2 separate regions of the Triticum aestivum genome follow, and region 1 is linked to region 2. Evidence: chromatin contacts called from public Hi-C data. All regions are on one chromosome and are shown on one strand. The core of a region is the stretch at or near the end of the contact, and the rest is flanking DNA. Distances in the headings are between cores, read along the strand shown.

What was found. A called contact is a pair of places that touch in the nucleus more often than the background predicts.
Region 1: a contact with region 2 is called in a Hi-C map of leaf, with 4 times the contacts expected there. The contact joins the promoter of LOC123103306 here to the promoter of LOC123103305 in region 2. A contact is called at or near these places in 2 of 5 Hi-C or Micro-C datasets (both in leaf).

The regions. Positions count from the first base shown.
Region 1 is chr5A:346,530,316-346,533,966 of IWGSC CS RefSeq v2.1, forward strand. LOC123103306 (PI-PLC X domain-containing protein At5g67130) reads right to left here and starts at 1,466. Exons shown (of 8, transcript XM_044524837.1): 1 at 1,210-1,466; 2 at 819-941; 3 at 559-696; 4 at 320-418. The coding sequence starts at 1,287. LOC123106900 reads left to right here and starts at 3,376. Exons shown (of 2, transcript XM_044528936.1): 1 at 3,376-3,651. The coding sequence starts at 3,481.
Region 2 is chr5A:346,173,458-346,176,882 of IWGSC CS RefSeq v2.1, forward strand. It overlaps LOC123103305 (CBS domain-containing protein CBSX1, chloroplastic), which reads right to left and starts at 1,430. Exons shown (of 8, transcript XM_044524835.1): 1 at 1,079-1,430; 2 at 539-626; 3 at 389-453. The coding sequence starts at 1,282.

The DNA of each region.
Region 1 (3,651 bases), core at 216-2,715, 360 kb after region 2:
TCACATTGCATTTGAACATTAGGAGTCTGGTCGCCTTAACAGCTATACATCTCGCAAGGTTAGTGATGAATTCAGAAAGGAATCAATTAACTTCCATTCCCCACATTCTTTAGTTCCAATTGATTACCACACTGAAACAATATTATCCACAATAGAATCGTAAGAGTGACAAAACAACACAAGTCTTCGTGTTCATTGTGTTCATGAATTTAACATACGAGTTGACGGAGTATTATAACCGAGCTTCATTAGATTTTGAGGTGGCTTAACTAGAAATGAAATGTCAATTAGTTTGGTATCTGCAAAGAACAGAACTTACGAAAGCAGTGAAGTTGTAGCATTGCCCTTGCAAGGAGTGGCAGAGCCAGACATCCCCACCGAAGTCATACATATCCAGCATCAATCCCCTCACTCCATTCTGCACACACCATTATATCAAAGAAAGAAAAAAAAACTAAAAACACCCATCCTATAAAATCGCGAAAATATAACCTCCCCCCACCCCCAAACAAAAAATAAATAAATAAAAAGATTGGCCCATGTATTCAGTGTAGTTACCCTGAGTTGGTTGGTGACAGTGTCTTCCTGGTTGTAGAATGTAACCCTCTCAACCCCGGTGCGTGACGGCTCGCCGACGATGGAGAATGAATTATGGGTCACCAGCCATGAGTACCTGTTAAATGGCAGCCCCTTCACCTGGACAAAACAAGCATGCCCCATCCCATGGTTGAAGAACAAGATAGATGAGTAATTGCCGAACACAAGCCACAGACAGAGTAATACTACAAGCAAGCGCTTAAGGGAATGCAAGAGTTTACGATGGAGGTGGGCTGGATGGCCAGGTCCCTGATGCAGGACGGCCGCGTCCGGCCGGCGGCGGCGCAATCGCCGCAGTAGAGGCCCACCCCGCAGTCGCGGGCCGCCGAGCACGAATCCCCGACCTGCAAACAAGACCCAGCGGTAAATTCAGGCTCCCTCAAAGATCGCACCACTTTTAGGAAGAAACAGACACTGAGAGATAAATTCAGTTCATGTATCACTCTCGCGGAAGAAGGAGAAAAGAACAGTATGCTCATGCCATGCCATCAGGAATTATAGGCATCAAGAAGGGTTAGATCGAACTGGACAAGAACTTGATGGGAGACACAGCAGGTAGGTAACACGCAAGAATCGGAACCGTGGAGAGGATCGGGCTGACGAATCGGGTACCTGGCAGGTGCAGGGGACTAGCAGCAGCAGCGCGACGTGGAGCGAGAGGAGGAAGCGGCGGCAGGAGAGGCGCGCCATTAGTGGCCACCAACCACTCTCTCCACCATGGAGTGAGCTAGTGATCTGCTGCTGCGAGAAGGGAAAGCAGGGGAAGCACTACATGGCTGCCCTTTTTCTCTTTCTTTCTTTCTTTCTTTATTTTCGACGAGGGACAGCGCCGGAGGAGGGGTCAAATCGTCAACACGCTTTCCCTTTGTTTTCTTGGTAGGATCCCCCGGTCCTTTTCTTTACAGAATTAACCGACAGCAACAAGCAACGGTAGTACTAGTATTTATAATAGTTCACGTACATGATTTGGAAATAGCATACTCCCTTCCATCCATATTACATGTCCCACAAATAAATGTATGTAGTATTGAAATACATCTCTATAGAGCTATTTAAGCGACGAGTAATATGAATCGAAGAAAGTAGGAATCTTCACATGAGCTTGGAGTGGATAAAACTTTTTACTATAAAATGCTGGACAAATGAATCCCAAAAATTATACTGCATTTGTGCGGGCAAAATCTTTGAATCAAAGAGGAATGTAGTGAATATTGTGGCATCATTTCAATAGGTCTCTCGTAATCTAGTTTTATCCTATACAAAAATATGGTACACACTTTTGGTGTACTTTTGAAAAAAAAAGCACAAAGAGTATTAGCGCTCCTCACAAGTAAAATAGCAGTCTTAAAATCATCCCGTCATGCTCATGCGCTCTTTTCTTCCTTTTGTTAATGTCATTGAACGACTGTCCCCACCGCCAGGCTCTGTCATCATCACTGTCCACGTTGTACCGCTTTAGAAAGCAGTTGGAGTCCAGCTGTCTCTCCATGAAGAGAGATGCCTTGACCTCAACGCTAGAACCACTGGCATGCCCGTTCATCAGCTTGGATGTGACTGTTGAGTGACTATACTGATATCGAGATACAAGAGCGACGTCCCATGTAGCAAGCATGCACTCCAACAACAGGGTCCAAACATAACGCTATATGTGTAGGGTGCGAGTCGAGATAGTGGAAGGATATTAAATCTTTTAATGTTTTATAATATAATATTAAATCTAGTTTATAATAGATCAATAGAACGTTGGATACAAGTAGATGCAAGGTAATTGAGCGGACCCTAAACAAAGATGCAACTGCAAACGGCTATATGTCTTAAAATTATTATCAAAGTCGCAACTAAATTTGTCACGGTTACACCATCATAGCTCTTTCCCACAATTGACAACATCAAGACAAATCCAGTCAAACCACGAAGTACCTACCTGCAACTATAGAGGAAGAAATCTCAACAAATCATAACAGTAGTAGACCGTCGCGTACATGGAGGTTGGCAATCGCGTCAAGCATACCAGCGATGGGGCCGCCAAACCAAGAAGATAGTGTTACAGTTGTTGATGCACATGAAAACACGCGACCTGGAGTACAAATAACCAACCAACTTTTCATAAAGAGTAACCGGGACACAAAAACTCTGGAGCTCCTCAGCAACGCAACACCAATAAAAACGATTGGAGTTGAAGGACTTTTATTCAAAATGACATTGATAGCATTGTTAGAGCAACATCACTAAGACACAAAACTTGCTACACAAAGGGTGAGAGACAAGGGGAATCCCCTTCCCTCCGCCTCACGGTGTCGGAGCAGCGGCTGAAAGCAAAGGGGAGAGGAGATTGATTTTGTGGCAGCTAGGGTTTCTCCACAATGAAGGTTTTATGTCACACACAATCAGTCAATCACTTAGCCTTTCACAGTATGGTCTTATGAACATCTTGTGTTCATGAACCGCAGAAATCTATGAATCTATTGTTCATGTTCCTCTTTTCGTATCCGGTCACAAGTTCCTGTTCAGTAAAATACGCAGTGGAACATCAATCCTCAGCTCTGTTGATCTGTGACTGTTGGATCTCAATCTAACGGTCAGCGATCGCGCCTGAAGCGCTGATCGACAAGTTGCTCCCCCGGCGTTCAGCGCCGACGGGACGGGTCTCGGCCGAGCACCTTCAAACTCGCCTCCTCCACCAGCGCACCCAACAGAAGCCACCTTCCCACCCCCAGTCTCCGCAGGTCACACGCACCCACCGCGCTGCAATGCCGTTCCTGAGCAGTGGCGTAGCCAGCCCAATAAGTCAGGGTGGTCCACCAATAGAAATATTTACATAAGTTTATTTATTTTCAAAGAAATATATTTTTAATACACTATGGGGAAATTCCAGGGTGGTCCATGGACCACCCTGGCCACCCCCTAGCTACGCCACTGTTCCTGAGCCCCCTCCCGGGCGACGACGCCGACGACTACTACTACGGCTACGACGCCGGGTACCGCCGCGGCGGCGGCAGCGGCACCGGCGGGAAGAGCGCCAAGAAGGACAAGGGCATCTTCTCCTGCCTCCCC
Region 2 (3,425 bases), core at 180-2,679:
TTGATTTGTCATGGCATATGAAATCCCACATGGATTGCTTAGAAAAGTTATTCTGATGCCGCACATCAATAATTACAGAGAATCAGAGAAGGAGAGAGAAAGAGCTTAGATACATCCAGACTATCAAAAGGAAATTTCCATGATCGGGTTAGAGCTCATATTTAACTTCCTCCAATATTTGTAGGAAACCCCTATTCTATGAAATTCTTTTGATGCAATCATTTGGTCCAAATGCATGGATAGGAAATTTTAGTTGGGATTGCAACACTCTATTTGCCGCCCAAAATCCTTTGTTCCGAAAAAGGTCTGGTATCTTCTGAGATTAGCTACGTCATAGAAAACATGGACTAGGAAACAAGAAGAGCGGTTAAATGTAAATGGCACTGACCAACTTCCAGTCGTCATCGATAACAGGGAAACCAGAGATCCTGTTCTGCACCAGCATCTCGAGCGCTGCACGCAAACCAAAGAACTAGTTAGCAATTTGGAAGCTGGTCAGTAAGCAGAAGAGAAGTACACAACTAAGAAGGGGCGACACCTTCATCAACCGGGGTTGACGCTTTGACGACATGGAGATCCTCCCTTTTCGTCATGAAGTCTCCAACAGTGTACACTCCGTTGTTATTCTGAGTAAGCAGGATGTAACACAAGCAAAATTAATTATTTGAGGCTGAACATGAACACTCAGCAGTAACAACATTTCGTTAAGTATTTGGGTAATGGAATTTGAGCTATCAGCCAAGTTGGTGGTGGAGTGGCGCAAGATCTGCCTCTTGGCTTATGTGGAGATATTGATTCCTCCACTCCACACAACAATTTGCTTCTGGGGAAACCCCAAGCATAGCAGATGATACATCATTTCTTTTCTTTCTGAGATGGCTCATTGCCTTATATTACTCAGAAATAATCCCAGCTGCTTTGTTGCTACAAAAGCAGGCTGGGTGCTTTACCAATTAAGGGGAGCACGAAAGCAAGCGAGCTAGTTGCTTAATCCGTGCACTACACGTAGAGCAGAAAAGCAAGGGACGCAAAATTGGCTTGCTGCAGAAGAGAAAAGGCGTGCGGACGCGGCGCTCACCCCGACGAGGCCGTTTCCAGAGGCCGGCGCCGGCGCTGGCGCGGCCGCCGCGGCGTACGCGCGGACGGACGCCCGCCGGCACCTGCTGGGCGCGGCGCCCCGCCGTGCCGCGCGCGCGGGCCGAGAAGGGACGAGGAGGAGGCGGCGGCCGGCGGCGAGGGACGCGTCGGCGGAGAGGAACAGCGTGGACGCGGCGGCCTCCATGGCGAGCGCGGGGGCAATCAGAGAGGATGGAGGGAGCGGGAGGGAGAGGCCACGATGATATTATGGCAGGAGAGAGGGAGGGAGACCGCCGATGGATGGGAGAAAGGATGGGCTTGCTTGGATTTTTATAGCGGGTCGGCGGGCGAGGGGGGAAGGGGAAGGGAGGCGTGTTGGTTTTACTTTTGCTCCCTCCGGCGGGCGGGGGCGGGGGCGGGGTGGGTGGGGTGGGGTGGATGGACGGAGACGGGAGTGAGGGGGACGGTCGCGGCGGGGCGTGTGGTTCTGCTCGGTTCTTTCTGGCGCGGGAGATTCACCGGCGGTCCGGCGTGCACCTGCACGTGATCGTTTACTTGTTTCTCGTTCGTTTCTGCCTGCGGTTTCTGGCCTTCTTCTCGCGGGCGTGATACCGATCGATGCACGGTGGACTATGCGAATCGGCGATGTGAATTCGGGAATTCGGAGGCAGCCGGTTGGTCTCCTCTACGACTCACTGAAACACGAACAGGCTGATAGCTGCCAACCGGGTCGATGTACGGTTCGAGTTCAACGAAGGGGGGAACAATGGAGTTCTAAAACATGTGTTCACCTTTCTTTGCATGGTGATACATGTCTCATTTATATATTATTACTCCATCTGTTCCTAAATATAAGTCTTTTTAGATATTTCAATAAATGACTGCATAGGGAGCAAAGTGAGTGAATCTACACTTTAAAATATGTCTACATACATCCGTATGTTGTAGTTTATTTGAAATGTCTAAAAAGACTTATATTTAGGAACAAAGGGAGCCAATCATATCTTTCACATATTGTTAACATCCTCGTGCATATCTGATGGTACTTGTAAAGAAACGAAGTAATTGAAAAGAACTTTTTTTTAACATTAGTACAGACAGAAGCGCTCATATATACGCGCATACACTCATCCCTATGAACGCACACACGCACACTTCACAGTCCCTCTAACCATCCAACCACAGGTTGGTTCACAAGAACTTCTTATTCGTTGATCATTGACTTGAGGTATTTATACAAGGATTCTCGTATGTTCGAGATGTCGGTTACAAGAGGAGACGTCTATACAAGGTCCCTGTTTGTAGGGATCAGGTGCCTTTACACAGAGAAGGTGTATGTGCTTCTGCATGGCACTTTGGGCACTAAATAACTGCTTAAGGCAGTTATAATCTAATTTTTTAACACTTCCTCTGCACAAAGTTGCTTCTGGTACAACTTCCATTCCTTGTATAGTCTTGAGAATCCTTTGATCTTGATCATAGTCGTATAGTAACTTTTTCAAAAACCCTATGGGAAAAATATGAGGATAATAGTGTTTGATATGTTGCTAAAACTCCTTTAAACCCAGTAGGAAAATAAGAAGAAAATGATGCAACATATAATGATATTGTCTCTTTTAACTCAATACGAGAAAACCCATAGACTTTAGAGGACAATAAATATATTGTATATATTTTCCTAAAAAACCCGGTGGAAAAAACAGAAAGTATGACATATGATCCCATGTTGATATTACCGCATTAAAACCTTCATGAGAACCTGTAAAGGAAACTCATGAAGAGAAAAAGAGTATAATATGATGCTTTGAACAGGAACAATTCAGGAAGATACTCCTCTTGAATCTTGCAAATTCTGAAGCCACCACATACCAATTCCATGAACATATTTATGACATGTATTAGTTGGTAGAAACCTGGTGAACAAATCAGTCACATGATTTGACTTGCAACATATGCAATATAGCGATATTGCTTATTACGTAACATGTTTGCATCCGGGCGACATAAGCAACATTATCTTTAAAATAATGGTTGGTGGATGTAGCCATGAGGTCTGTTTCAAAGACTTTCATGTATGGCTACCACACCTAGTAGGAACACAAAGCTTTGTCTACGATCTTGTTGGGAATCGTTGCATGGAAAACAAAAAAAGTCTACGCACACACCATGATCTATTCATAGAGATGCATAACAACGAGGGGGAGTGAGGGAGTCCTGAATTAGGGGGTGTCCGGATGGCCGGACTATACCTTCAGTCGGACTCCTGGACTATGAAGATACAAGATTGAAGACTCCGTCCCATGTCCGGAAGGGACTTTCCTTGGCGTGGAAGGCAAGCTTGGCGATAC